Linked DNA regions of Sus scrofa: regions 1 and 3 are each linked to region 2. The links are chromatin contacts, called in public HiChIP or PLAC-seq maps. All regions are on one chromosome and are shown on one strand. Each heading gives the region's core, a stretch centred on a gene start, on an enhancer-like site or on the middle of the called end of the contact. The rest is flanking DNA. Distances are from core to core; before and after follow the strand shown. Region 1 overlaps ZNF648 (a long non-coding RNA gene). Region 2 has its middle 17 kb from the start of ZNF648. Region 3 overlaps ZNF648 (a long non-coding RNA gene).

Region 1 (4,257 bases), core at 306-2,805, 140 kb before region 2:
TCTGTGACTGCCAGTCTGAACAAACTCCCCTGGCCTCCAGGTTCATTGACTATAAGGCTGATTTTTCCACTGTGATTGGTCAGGCTTCATGGATCGAATCAGACATCAGACCAAGCCTTTTGGTCAAAATCTGAGCAAAGTCTCTCACCTGTATTCTCAGAGAGGGCTTCTAGGTTGGCAGGGAACTCACCCTGGGACTGGACAGAGCTGCTGTCCCCAGTCTCAGTGCCCAGACTTAGATGTTAATTTAGTATTGTTGGGAGGGACAAATTTGGATGAGATACAACCTTGTACCACTCACACGGAGTAAAAACAAACACCCAGAAATATGTCCATGTCCCAAAGACTTGGAGGAAGAGGGAGCAAAGCATGTCCTAGACAAATGAAAAATATTCAAATGAAAAAGTTTGTCCACTAGCAAAATTATAAGGATCAAGAACTCCCTGATTTGGAACTCTACGAAAATAACACTAGAAGTGACTTAGTGAGATGAAGCAGCAGAGAACTGGCAAAGACTATGAAAACCTGGAGTGACAATAACATGGAGATAAACGGCGCAGTGAAAGAACAGGTGGACCTCACAAAACCGAGGTGGTGACATTCATTTAGCGGCTATAAAACAGCAATTCCCAGCCAAGTCGGCCATGGACTAGCCGCCAAGAGCCACCAGGTGGCGCTAGAGTAGAGAACTTCAGCGGTGGCTCAGCGATTACCAGGATTCCCCCCAAGGGAAGCGGGGCTTTGAGAGGCGGCGGGTCCAGCAGTTCCATGGATGAGGGCCCAGAGAGGAAGATGTGAAGACACCCTTCGGTCCTCAACACTCCTGAATGTCCTTGCCTGAGCTGGAAGCTAAAGGGGGGCGGGCTCTACTGGTTTCCTACTGACAAGATTCCCAGTGGGCCTCTAGTTGCTATTTCAAACAAATTGCACTGGGCAACCGTAGGGTTTGGGTCACCTGGCAAAAAACAGCTCTTTACTTCCCACTTTTCAATTCAGCGAGAATTCCATACTGTGATCCCAAACTCGATGAAATATATAAAAGGAGCCTAGCACAGTGCCCTGCTCCCAGTAAACGCCCAATGAACGTTGGTTCTCTTACACAAGCCCTGTTGGACAGTCTGATCCCCAGTCTCACACCGGGGTGCTCCTGGCCCCATAAACCCTGCAGCCCCTCTCTGGCCAGAGACCCTTTTGTCCTAGCGCCTTCGTTGTTCCAGATTTCTCACTGTGAGGCCTGGGCAGCTGCCAGGGGCCACCCGGGGAGCAGGAATCAGCTCACAGAGCTCTCCGCAGGCGTTTGGACCCCCTCCCCGCGAGCTCTCTGGCCCCAGCCCACACCCAGCCTCCAGCCCTACTGCCCTGCACGCTCCGGGCCCCCTGGCCCCCCTGCTCCAACAATGTGTTTCTAATCTGCCCGGGAACAGTCACCACGCGAGGTTTTCCTGCCCAGTGTAATCAGTTTCGCCTCTGGGCCTCGGCGTCCTGGGGTGTGTAACCCAGAGGCTTGCACGGAGGTGATCAGATTGCAGGAACAGTATGTTTTCCTCCCTGCCTCCGCTTGTTTTCTTCAGGGGCAAGGGCCAGCCAGCTGAGCTGTCTTTCTCTTGCTCCACTCCTCACCCTCCACCCTCCCGCACACGTGCTCTGCCTTCCGTGGGTGCCGAGAGGGAAAATGCGCGCACCCCGGCACGGGGCGCGTGCGCAGCCCCCTCGGAGGAGGTAGGAGTTGCAGTTTCCTAGGGAAGGCAAGATTGCTGCGGCTTGTGGGAGCGAGGAGGAGGAAGGCAGGACAGGAATTTGTGCAGACCAGTTCTGGCCAGATCTCTTTAAATGTTTTGTTCTTGCTTTGCTGCTGCTATCGCCTTTTTTTTTTTTTTTTTTTTTTCCCTCCCCTTCCCTATGCTGAGCTGTCATTTCTTCAGCCAGCCAGGCCCATATGAACTTCTGGTTCCTCTAGGCAGTAAACACCCTAGTTTCCCAGGCCACACCATTGCTCCCTTTTCTTGTTTTCTTCCAATATGCAACTTTGAAAAATGAGAAAAGTGGCAATGTCACTGATAAGGGCAGGGTTTAAATACAAGAACAATTAAATACAATGTTTAATGAATCTGATAGCGTCTCCAGTTTTTTTTTTTTTTTTTTTTTCCTCCTTTCTTGTTCTTGGCAGCATTCAATCAGAAATCAGCAGTGGGGCAATACCTAAAAAATAGTCACCCTTTTAGAGCAGTATTAAATGTTTTCAATAAAAATATGCAATAGTTCATCATAAAAACATGAGCATGTTTTTGTCTAAAAGAGGTCAGAATTCCTTCTGGCCACATTAAATTTTCCACAGGAGTTGGTAACAAGGTGACTAGGAATGGGAGACAGTGAGCCTGGCCTCCCAAAGTATCACGAGGTCCGCTGGGGTGAGTTTGCCTGTGGGACCCCAGCCTCGGCCTGATGTCATCTGCTGCTTGGACTTGCAGGCACCTGTCGGCTCGCTAACCAGAGATGGCTTGTTAGTGCTCGGCAAGCTTCAGGGCCCCCTTTGGACCACACCATGCACACCGGTGATACTTGGAATGCTTCGTCATTTTGCTGGAAGCAGCTTTTCTACTTAAAGCAATTTGCTTCAGAAGAAAACTGCATAGTTTCACTTTAAGGGCAAAATCCAGATCGCATCCACACATGAAAAGAAAGCATAAAAATAGAGAAATGACCACATGGAGTCATGAAAACTGAACAAGGTTATTTTGAACACCTTTCCAGGAGCAGGATAGCTCATCAACATGTGCAAATAAATTCCTCTTGGAGAAAAATAAGTTTCTAATCTTCCTGTTAAAAGGGGGTATCTGGTTCAATGTCCTAGGTTTTTAAGGATAATGAGGAGCTGCATCTTTTAGAGGTAGTTGGTAGACGAAGCAGCATGACTGCCTGGGTCTGAGTCCCAGCTCTGCATTTAGGGGCTGGCAGACCACCGAAGGTCAGATTCTCCACACCCATACATAACCTTAGTTCTGTGTTTGTCCAAAAGGACTAATAATAGCACCCATTTCAGAGATGTTTCTGACGACTGCATGTGTTAGCACATGCATAACACTTAGGACACGCCCTGGCCTAGCATTGTCTCAGTGAATGTTAGCTATCATAATAATTAGTAGGCATAGTATTAGCAGGATTCATGGACTTGAAATTCCTCCTCACTAGAGTACAGTCAGAAAGATTGAAAAAAAAAATGTTCCCTGGTGAGACTGGTTACTAAAACTCAACTTCTAACTGAAATGATGAAAGTGACTTTTGCCCAACAAATATTCTTTTAATAAGGAGTCTGAAGCAATCTCTAAAATCTTAGTCTCAGAATGGATCGAGTTACCTTCCAGTGTTTGCAAAGTGGCGGAAATTGGGTTTCTCATCTGCTCCCTGCTGTATCCCAGTCGAGAAGAATAGTTATAAAGATATTTTATTTCATTTTCCAAGGATTCCTATGTAACATTCAAAACAATTTTTAGCGTGTTATTCAGATGAGTTCATAACCATAGGGTTCAATGACAAAAACATTTTCTGATATTTAAAATGAGTTGAGGAGTTCCCGTCGTGGCGCAGCGGAAATGAATCTGACTTGGAACGATGAGGTTGCAGGTTCGATCCCTGGCCTTGCTCAGTGGGTTAAGGATCCTGTGTTGCCGTGAGCTGTGGTGTAGGTCACAGACACGGCTCAGATCTGGCGTTGCTATGGCTGTGGTATAGGCTGGCAGCTGTAACTCCAATTAGACCCCTAGCCTGGGAAACTCCATATCCTGCAGGAGTGGCCCTAAAAGACAAAAATAAATAAATAAATATATAAAATGAGTTGAATGCTTGGCCCACCTTTGGAGACTCATCCCTGAGTCCTTGGTGAGCTGATGGCAGCCACCACTTACTGAGGATTAACTATGTGCTCCTTGGAGTTCCTGTTGTGGTGCAGTGGTTAACGAATCCGACTAGGAACCATGAGGTTGTGCGTTCGATCCCTGGCCTTGCTCAACGGGTTAGGGATCTGATGTTGCCGTGAGCTGTGGTGTAGGTCGCAGACATGGCTCGGATCCTGCATTGCTGTTGCTCTGGCATAGGCTGGTGGCTACAGCTCCAATTAGACCCCTAGCCTGGGAACCTCCAAGTGCCGTGGGAGCAGCCCTAGAAAAGGCAAAAAAAAAAAAAAAAAAAAAAAAAAACCTATGTGCTCCACAGATCAAATTATTTAACCCCCATAATAACCCCATGATATATGTATTCTGT
Region 2 (4,422 bases), core at 691-3,190:
CCAGTTTCTGGCACTTTATTATGGCAGCCCTAGGAAACTAACACACAGTTTTTGACAACTTTTTCACTCTGGTACAGAGTGTGACAGGCTGGTCTTGACAATTTTTGGCCCATATCTGCATCTACTTTGTCCTATTTTGTCTTATTTTGAATCTACTCCCAGCAGTTTCTCCTCAGATAGGACTGTGTCTAAGAAGGGAACCTGAAATGGGCAGTTTCAAAAGGGACCGGTGTCCTCCAAACCCACAGGCCCTGCATTCACCTGCCAGCAGAATGCTCTTTTCCAAATGGCCTCCTGTATCTCCCAGTGAGTAACTGTGGGCTATTTTGTGGTTCTCTTGTCCTCAGGTCCATCAAATCCCTGTTCCTTTCCTCTGCAAAAATGTTGATGCAGGTCTTGTGGCTTTTGGTGATTTGTTTTTGTCCACTTCTTTGTTGGGGGTAAGGGGGTGGTTGTGAAAACACTTTGTCACCTAGTTTTGAGTAAATATTGCCCAAGTTTTGTTTCGTTTTGCTTTGCTTTTTAGAATTACATATGCGGCATATGGAAGATCCCAGGCTAGGGGTCGAATTGGAGGTGCAACTGCCAGCCTATGCCATAGCCACAGCAACACAGGATCCTTAACCCACTGAGCGAGGCCAGGGATCGAACCTGCTTCCTCATGGGTACTAGTCAGGTTCGTTACTGCTGAGCCACAACGGGAACTTGTTGTCCAAATATTTTTAGTTTTTATTCTAGTTTCTCCATCTGTTGTTATATGGAGATTCAGAAACGTCCAAAGAGTATGTCACTACTGCTGCTGTCATCTTTCCAGAATGATCCTTTTAAATCATGTCAGAGCATGCCCCTTCTCAAAAATCCTGAAATGACTTCCCATGCCACTTAAAGACAAGGTCTTACAATGGCTTGCGAGACCCTGTAGGATCAGTGCCCACCCCTCATACTCACCACTTCTCTGCACCCTCCTTCTCCTGATGTCTCCTCTTTGCTCCCTTCCCTCCAGCTACGAGGGCTTCCTTGCTCTTCCTTGAATATGCCAGACATCTTCCCATCTTTGCGCCTTTGTCCTAGAAGTTTTCTTTACCTTGATCACTCTTCCCTCAGATATGAGCTAAGTTAACCACTTCCTTCGAGTTTTTGAAATCTCTTTCTCAATGGTATCTAGTCTGATCACCCTGTCTAATACTGCAACCTCCCCGCTGGCCCTTCTCATCTCCTCTGCTCTGGTGGGTTGTTTGTTTTTTTGTTTTTTTTTTTTTTCCCTCCATGGCATTTAGCATCTAACATCTTCTAAAATTAAACATTTCACTTATTTGTTATACTTATCATTTATTATCTATATTCCCTTGGCTAGAATTTAAAATTCATGAAAGCAGAAATATTGTCTGTTGTGTTTTCTTATGTATATCAATTCCCAGAACAATGTCAGGCAGGGGTAGCGGCTGAGTATATGCACAAATGAGTAAAGAAACGAGGCAGCCAAGGGTGTGCTTTGCTTTGAGCCAGCTGCTAGGGAGCTGCTTTGATGTCAGGGCACCACTTCCATCCCCTTTATTCCCTGGCCTTTCTGCAAGCCATGGAGAGGCCTAGTATCTGAATGAGTATCAGGAACAGCCAGGCAGAGCATCATGAATTCTCAGAAGGCAAGCAGTGTCAGAAACATTCTTTCTAGGACTGCTTCTGAGTTCAGCACAAGCCAGAAATAGCACCCCAGCCATGTGCCTTGCAGCATTTCAGCACATCTGCTCCTCATCCCACAGAAGATCAGAGAAGCCTGGAGGGCTGAAAACAAGAGGGTCAGCTCCAGGCCTTGAGAAGGAGCTCAAAGGTAGGAAAGATGAGAATGCATGACAATTTTCCTGCCCTTGGGTGCCAGCCCAGGCCCAGCTGTGTACTGGGCTGTTCGGAATCCAGTAACCGGAGTCAGTTGTATCCTTGTCCCTTTGGATGGAATTCGTGACTACTGTTTACGTGGTGTTCTCAGTTTAGTGTCAGGGAACAGACGTCACGTGGCCATCCTGTAGCTGTTCCAGCACAACTGATGAAGTCAGGACTGACCAAGCAACCCTGGGCTCATCAGTCTTACTTCCTAAAGAAACATAGTAGGTCACATACAAGCAGGACCCCCATTGCTCTTTCCCTTGGGCAAGGAAGCCTAAGGTGGAGGCCTTTTTAACAGAGAAGTTCTCTAAATTACTCATGGAAAATGCTCCCTGAGCTTGGATGCCTGAGGGATCATTGTCCAATCAGGAGACTGTAAGCCTATTGCCTGGGCCAAGAAAACAGGTGAAAGGCCAAAACTAAGGTCGTTTCCAGGCCTAAGCTTAGGATCTCAGCTCTTCCCCTCAGTTTCTATTTATTCAGTTCCTATTTATACAGAAACCGCAGTCACTCTCATACTCCCTCTCATTGTCATGGGTGGGATCCCATCAGCATCTCCCTCAACCCTTCACTGCCCAATCTCCAGAGCAGTGTAAGAAGTATGTTTTGAAGCCCTTTCTTCTTTTTTTTTCCCCCCTCCTTATTCCTAGCTCGTGGATGGCTATTCCTCAACCAGTAAACATGAGTGGGCCTGACTTTCTTTAACTAAGAATGGGCCAAGAATCTTCAAACCACAGGAAATGGAAACTCACATCATCAGGTTTCCAGAGAGTCCCTTGACCTTGGACCAACATTCAGTGGTCCCCACCACACCCTCCACCCACAAGGGTTCTCCACCCAGCTGAGAAAGGAGTTACTACACAGACATAGTACATACGATATCTTACTTATTCCATGTAAATCCCTTGAGAGAAATATCATTATGCCCTTATATACATATAAGGCTGTTCAGTGAGACTGAGTGGCTTATCCAAGGTCGAGAAACTTGGAAAAGGCCTCGTCGATTTTTATTGCCTTGTAACCTCTCCTACCAGCCTGTATAAACATACTCTCTGTGTTCAAGGGTGTCAGGGACACTCACATCTGAAAAGTCTGTGAAGTGTTATGGAAATACCTTCCGAAATAGGGAGGGAGACCATGCATCCTGGTTTCCAAGGGAGAATTCCACTACCCCATTGTTGTTGTTATCATTATTATTGTTATTTTGCTTTTTAGGGCCTCACCTGCAGCATATAGAAGTTTCCAGGCTAGGAGTCAAATCGGAGCTGTAGCTGCCAGCCTATGCCACAGCCACAGCAGCACGGGATCCAAGCCATGTCTGTGACCTCCACCAAAACTCACGGCAACACCGGATCCCCGACCCAGTGAGTGAGGGCAGGAATCAAACCCTTGTCCTCATGGATACTGGTTGGGTTCATTACTGCTGAGCCACAGCAGGAACTCCCAAGTGTTATTATTAATAATGTCCTCTTCTCAAAATTGTCTTAGTTTGGACAGTAAGTTATAGAGTCCCCCTATCCAGAAAAGACTGGGAGCAAAGGAGTAGAAAAAAAATGACAAAAATAATTGCTCAAGAGGTCACTGAGCAGTAGGTATGTTTTCCATGGGCTTTGATATTCTCAGGGTCTGCCCCACCCCAGCTTCTCCAGCCAGATTTGCCTCTGACTGCTCCCTTCCAGAGTGCTCAAACCCCTTCTTGCACAATGCCAGCACTCTGACTTATAAGACTAGAGGAAATGAGGCTGGAACATGCCAGAGGGTTCTTACTACCCCAGATGACCCTTCTAGTAGATTCCTGTCTTACTGTGAATAAAGTAATTCTCCAGACAGCAGACCCATCCATGTCCTTCCAACCCTAACAGATAAAAGACTCTCCCCATGGAGGAGAAATCAAACAGACCATCAAGATTTTGAATGGCCTGTTAGGGAAGAAAATGAGAATGTTTGGACCAAAACTTTGCCCCATACGGGAGCTTCTGCAGAGAGTCTTCTCTGTCACATAGTGAAATGACATATGGAAAGGGCAAATATGTAGTCATCAGAGGTCTGAGTCTGTTTTCTAGCTTGCACACTTATGAATTGGCTGGGTGCCCTGGGGTACGTTTCTCCATCTCTCTGAGCTTCAGCTTTCTAATTCATCGGAAAAATGGGTATAAAAATGTCTACATTTCAGGGGTTTCCACTGTGGCTCCACAGATCAGTGGCATCTCTTGCAGCTCCAGGGCACAGGTGTGATCCCTGGCCCAGCACCATGGGTTAAAGGACCTGGCATTGCCACAGCTGCAGCATAGGTCAAAACTGCAACTCAGGTCTGATCCCTGGCCCAGGAACTCCATATGCCATGGGGAGGCCAAAAAAGAAAAAAAATGTCTACATTTCAAATGATTACAAAATATTGGATGAGGTTATGTGTAAAATATCTGGCACATAAGGGTCCCTTATTAGTGGTGATGACGATGAAGAAGAATATCATCTTTCATTGAAAGCAGCACAGCAACACCAGTCTCTGGGCGTAGGAGGAAGATTCCAAAGGCATAAACT
Region 3 (4,621 bases), core at 1,556-4,055, 170 kb before region 2:
TGAATAGACATGAATATGTAAACTCCTGAACACAGTCAGCAGTAAAAGAGCCGGGAGCTCACTGCAGATAGAATTATAACCATGCCAAGAGGTTGTAATTAACATTGAAAACCTTTAGTGCACTTGCTGTAGGAGCCATTGAGTATTCCTGACCCTGTGATGCAGAAAGAAAGAGAAAAAAAGCCTGAGACTTTAGCTCATTCAAGTCACTGACACATCAAAGGAAAAGCTCTTCTAAGTCTATTTAGGTGGTTTAGGGCTGGGGAACATGCCCAGAATCCCTAAATAGAAATAAGTACTGGTCATCAGAGCAGTGTGGTCTGGCCTGGAGGTCACCTCGGACTCCAGCAGTTACCTCTTCAACTCTGGTATCTAAACATCCAAAGTGACTTAGGCGCTTCAGAGGGTGAAAGACACTCACCTCCCCCGGATTGTCAGATGGAGTTTTCCAGTATAAAACGTCTTAGTCACTGGGAATCCCGCCAAAGTAAACTCCTAGTCCTGACCCACCCCATGCCTCTGAACTGGCTGGGAAGGGAGAGAGGGAAATCCCAAAACACTTGTAAAAGCAGCTTGTCAGTTTGTCGGGACCTCCCCTCCCCGGGGCAGGTTCGCTCCAGGTGAGACAGGCTGTGGGGAAAGCCGTGGGTGATGAGCAGGTCACGGACAGGCTGTCAATGGCACCTCTGTTTGGTTCCAGGCCTGAGTGGGGCCACGGCTTACATAACAGTTTGGCAGGGGGACGCAGCCAGGCGGAAGCACGCGGTTTTCCAGCAGCGTATAATCATCTTGATTTCTCTGTTTGCTCAGCAGCTTTTCTGCAGTGTGTGTGTGGGGGGGGGGACGGTAGTGGTGCAGGAGGAGGAGGAGCAGGATTCTGATACACAGCAATCTTCTGTTTCCTTCTGCAGAACAAACAACCCCAAACAGATGCTCGTGGCCAGAAAATTAGCAACTGCCACACAGGTCCTCTCAGGGGGAGGGGCTGCCCTGGAGGCCCCGGTCCTGGCCTAAGAAAGCCAGAGACTGACTCAAGTCAGGCCCTCAGCAGGTGCACATGAGTCCGATGGGCTGTCGGGAGGCTGTGGTCCTAGCAGTGCCTGACACTGTTTGCCTTCCTGGCTGTGAGAACTATAGTGTCCCTCTCTTGACCATGCAGGTCGCTGTGTCCCATGCCATGTTCATCCAGAAAGGCAGGTATTCAGGCTTTGCATCTTGCTAACCAGTGTCTCTCTATCTCTATGCCATCACCTCCATGTAGTACCAGGCTGATTGTGCTGGAACCCTGAATTGTAGGAGCAACCAATTCACGTAGGAACATTGCACATCGTAAAAATTGCCAGCTTCTTTTTACCTAAATTTGCTTGGAGTGGCGTAGCAATTATCCCCTTGAGAATGAACACACACTCCCTACGGCTCGCAGTCCCCACTAGTCCCTACTGCCTCTCACCTGGAGTTCTCTTCATTTACTTATTTTACTTTCCTGGCTCCTGCAGACATTTTTAGAATGCGTTCCCTGACCTATCTTTTTTTTTTTTTTTTTTTTTGTCTTTTTGCCTTTTCTAGGGCCGCTCCCGCGGCATATGGAAGTTCCCAGGCTAGGGGTCGAATCGGAGCTGCAGCCACTGGCTGACACCAGAGCCACAGAAACATGGGATCCGAGCCGCGTCTGCGACCTACACCACAGCTCACGGCAACGCTGAATCCTTAACCCACTGAGCAAGGTCAGGGATCGAACCTGCAACCTCATGGTTCCTAGTCAGATTTGTTAACCACTGAGCCACAACGGGAACTCCTCCCTGACCTATCTTAATTGTAATCATTTGATACCACAATCATCTGCTTACCTCTCTGTTTCACCCAATATACTGTGAGCTTCATAGACAGGGGCCCAGACTAATCATTGATGTATTGAACAATTAACTTTGGCGTCTTCACCGTAGGCAGAATGACAAGTCCTAGTCATTTTGTCAGGAATATAGTTTTGATCATGGACTTCCAGTGCCTGGCACTCACTCAGCACATGCTCTCTATATGTGTTTAGATTCAATGAATAAATGACTACTTCTTTCTTATGCAACCTGTTGATCTTGGCAGTAGGGATCTGTTACCAAATACTTTCATGCACTCAACCTTGTAAGTAGGTTTCCTGAGAGGGTACACCTTGTTTTGCAAGTAATTTGCATGAACTTACGTAATGCTGTTTTGCTCAGATATTTCCCTATGTTCAGACATTTCTAATTCCCAGCTTACATCTCTGGCCTCATTTTTGGCCACGCCCTACCCTATCCAGACATGCAGCATGGGCTTGTGCGATGTCCCTGAGTTCACTTCCCCCTGGAACCTCCAGGCCCTGGCTCACACTGTCCCCTCCATCCAGGATGACCTCAGTCTTGCTCTTTACTTTGCCTTCTTGCCACCCCTCCTGGCCAGATCCCAGTCAACTCCTAAGACTCAGCTCTGAGAGAACCTCCCCTAGGACCCACCCCCCCCCCCCCCCGAGCTCTCCAGGCTAAGTTAGAGGTTCCTACTTTCTCTTTCCATTTTTTTGTGCAGATCTTCTATAAAGAAATCTATCTACCACCATGCTGACAGCCCCTGAGGTCAGGGACTGTCTGTTTTCACCTCTGGATTCTCAGGACCAAGCCCATGCTAGGAACTTTATATATAATAGAAAGAGAGAAGAAGAGCGATTCAGTTGTGCTGATAGATGCGACCCAGAGCCTGTGTTAGCACCACCTGGTGCACACATATCCTCACCCTAACACAGAGGCCCCATTACTGGCCAAAGAACCAGCTGGATTCTTGCTTTGTACAGAGTCTAGCTCTCTGTTGACACAGCATGTTCCTTCCCCATTATAATTGCTACTCATGCGCTATGTGTTTTCTCAAGCTTTCAGTGTTTGAGTACATGAGATTCTTTTGCTCTTCATATGAAAACAATGCCATCTGTTCACTAGACGGAAATTCCAGAAAGCTTCAGAAAAGCAACCAAGTTTTTGCTGCAGAACAGCCTCAAAATATCTCAGTGGGATCCTGGGTGGGAGGCAGATAAATCATGACAAAGATGACTAAGGGTTCTTATTTTGTGTGATTTCCCACCCTTTCTTCCCCATTAGAATTCAGAACTTTTCTCTTGCATCCATTTCAGTGCGGATTTGTGGCCCAAGGAAAATAAACACCCTCCTTAAACCTCAGTCTAGCAGCCCCACGATTGATGGTAGCCTCTAGGAATGCATGGCTCAAGCCCATGTGTCAAATACCCACAAAGCACTGATCCCTGCTGTGTACACACCAGTTGACAGGTGCTTTGGGGTCTTGGAAATCTGAAGACATTCACGAAGTTTACCTGGTGGGCCCGTTGGAGAGGAGACACACATACAAACCACAGCAGCAAGAGGCAAACTGAAACAAGCAGTGTAGTAAAGTCAAGCCAGTTGCTATGGAGAAGCAAGAGAGGCAGTAAATTCTATAATGTCACCCCTGCTGAAGGCCATTCAGTGGCTTGCCATGGATTCCTGGTAAAGTCTAGCTGCCTTGCTGTGACATTCAAGACCTTCTGTAATCCAGGTCTTGGCTGTTCCCCAGCCGCCTTTGTTTCTTTGGTGCCTCCCCTGACCCACACTCATGCCTAGTGCTCCAGCCACGGGGACCCACTTGTCCCCAGATGAAGCATGCTCCCCTTCATCTCTCTTTGTATCAGCAGTTTTCTTTGCCTAGAATATCCTCTTCTTTTCCCACCAACTATTAGATTCAGCTGAGGCATTCAACCCCAGAAAGACCTCTCAGACCAAGTTAATGTATCTTCTTTCTGCAGCCCTGAGCATCCAGTGCATGCCTCACTATCTCCATCACAGCTGTCTGTCTGCCTTCTCCACTAGACTATAAGCTTCCTGGGGACAAGGACTGATTTCCATCTCTTTAGCCTCAGAAAACAATAAAATACAAGGACTCTAGTAGAGGTGCAATAAATGTCTGTTGAGAATTAAACTCAAATACAGATTGTGACAATCAGGGAAGTCCTTATGTGGCAAAGCCTTGAAAAATGAATTTTATGAGAACTGATTAAGAAAGGAAAAGGATTTTTCAAATTGAAAGAAAACTTATCTGGATACATTTCAAAGGACTCAATAAATATTTATTGCTAGCTTGGTAGAATAAAGTTACCCCTACTTTGTAATCCAGTATTTACCCAAGAGAAATAAAAATATACACCCACAAAGAAACTCATGCAAGAATGTTTTTGTAAGCTCTAATCACAGTATCCCCAAACCGGAAACAACCAAGTAGCCATCAATAAAAGAATGGATAAGCAAGTTGTGGAACATGCATGTATGGAACCACTACAGAGCCAGAAAAAGGAACAAACTACTATCATGTGCAAACATGAATAAATCCCTACAAGATGTTGAGTTTAAAATTCTGACACATATAAAAGAGCTCATATGAAATGATTACACTTATATGAAGTTTAAGAACAGGTTGTTCACTGCAAGGAAAGTTTAACTCAATTTTTATTTCTAATTTTTAATTTTTTTAGCTTAACATTTTTTCTTTTATAATTATTATTAAAGCATAATTGGTTTACAATATTTCTTCAACTTCTGTTGTACAGCAAAGT

What was found. HiChIP or PLAC-seq counts read pairs in DNA pulled down with a chosen protein or histone mark.
Region 1: an H3K27ac HiChIP or PLAC-seq map of skeletal muscle shows a contact between it and region 2. The contact joins two enhancer-like sites. A contact is called at or near these places in 3 of 47 Hi-C or Micro-C datasets (liver and skeletal muscle) and 2 of 2 datasets of contacts at active chromatin or transcription factors (alveolar macrophages and skeletal muscle).
Region 3: an H3K27ac HiChIP or PLAC-seq map of alveolar macrophages shows a contact between it and region 2. The contact joins two enhancer-like sites. A contact is called at or near these places in 1 of 47 Hi-C or Micro-C datasets (liver) and 1 of 2 datasets of contacts at active chromatin or transcription factors (alveolar macrophages).

The regions. Positions count from the first base shown.
Region 1 is chr9:123,579,681-123,583,937 of Sscrofa11.1, forward strand. All of the region lies in intron 9 of ZNF648 (a long non-coding RNA gene), which reads right to left. Among named protein-coding and RNA genes, the nearest start is that of ZNF648, 120 kb to the right of the region's middle. Within about 2 kb of position 1,556, at least 44 of the 83 cell types and tissues checked have an H3K27ac peak or open chromatin away from gene starts, as enhancers often do. A contact at or near this core is called in alveolar macrophages and skeletal muscle, where this site is marked.
Region 2 is chr9:123,721,366-123,725,787 of Sscrofa11.1, forward strand. No RefSeq gene overlaps it. Among named protein-coding and RNA genes, the nearest start is that of ZNF648, 17 kb to the left of the region's middle. Within about 2 kb of position 1,941, at least 8 of the 83 cell types and tissues checked have an H3K27ac peak or open chromatin away from gene starts, as enhancers often do. A contact at or near this core is called in alveolar macrophages and skeletal muscle, where this site is marked.
Region 3 is chr9:123,551,931-123,556,551 of Sscrofa11.1, forward strand. The region is part of intron 10 of ZNF648 (a long non-coding RNA gene); the gene reads right to left. Among named protein-coding and RNA genes, the nearest start is that of ZNF648, 150 kb to the right of the region's middle. Within about 2 kb of position 2,806, at least 10 of the 83 cell types and tissues checked have an H3K27ac peak or open chromatin away from gene starts, as enhancers often do. A contact at or near this core is called in alveolar macrophages, where this site is marked.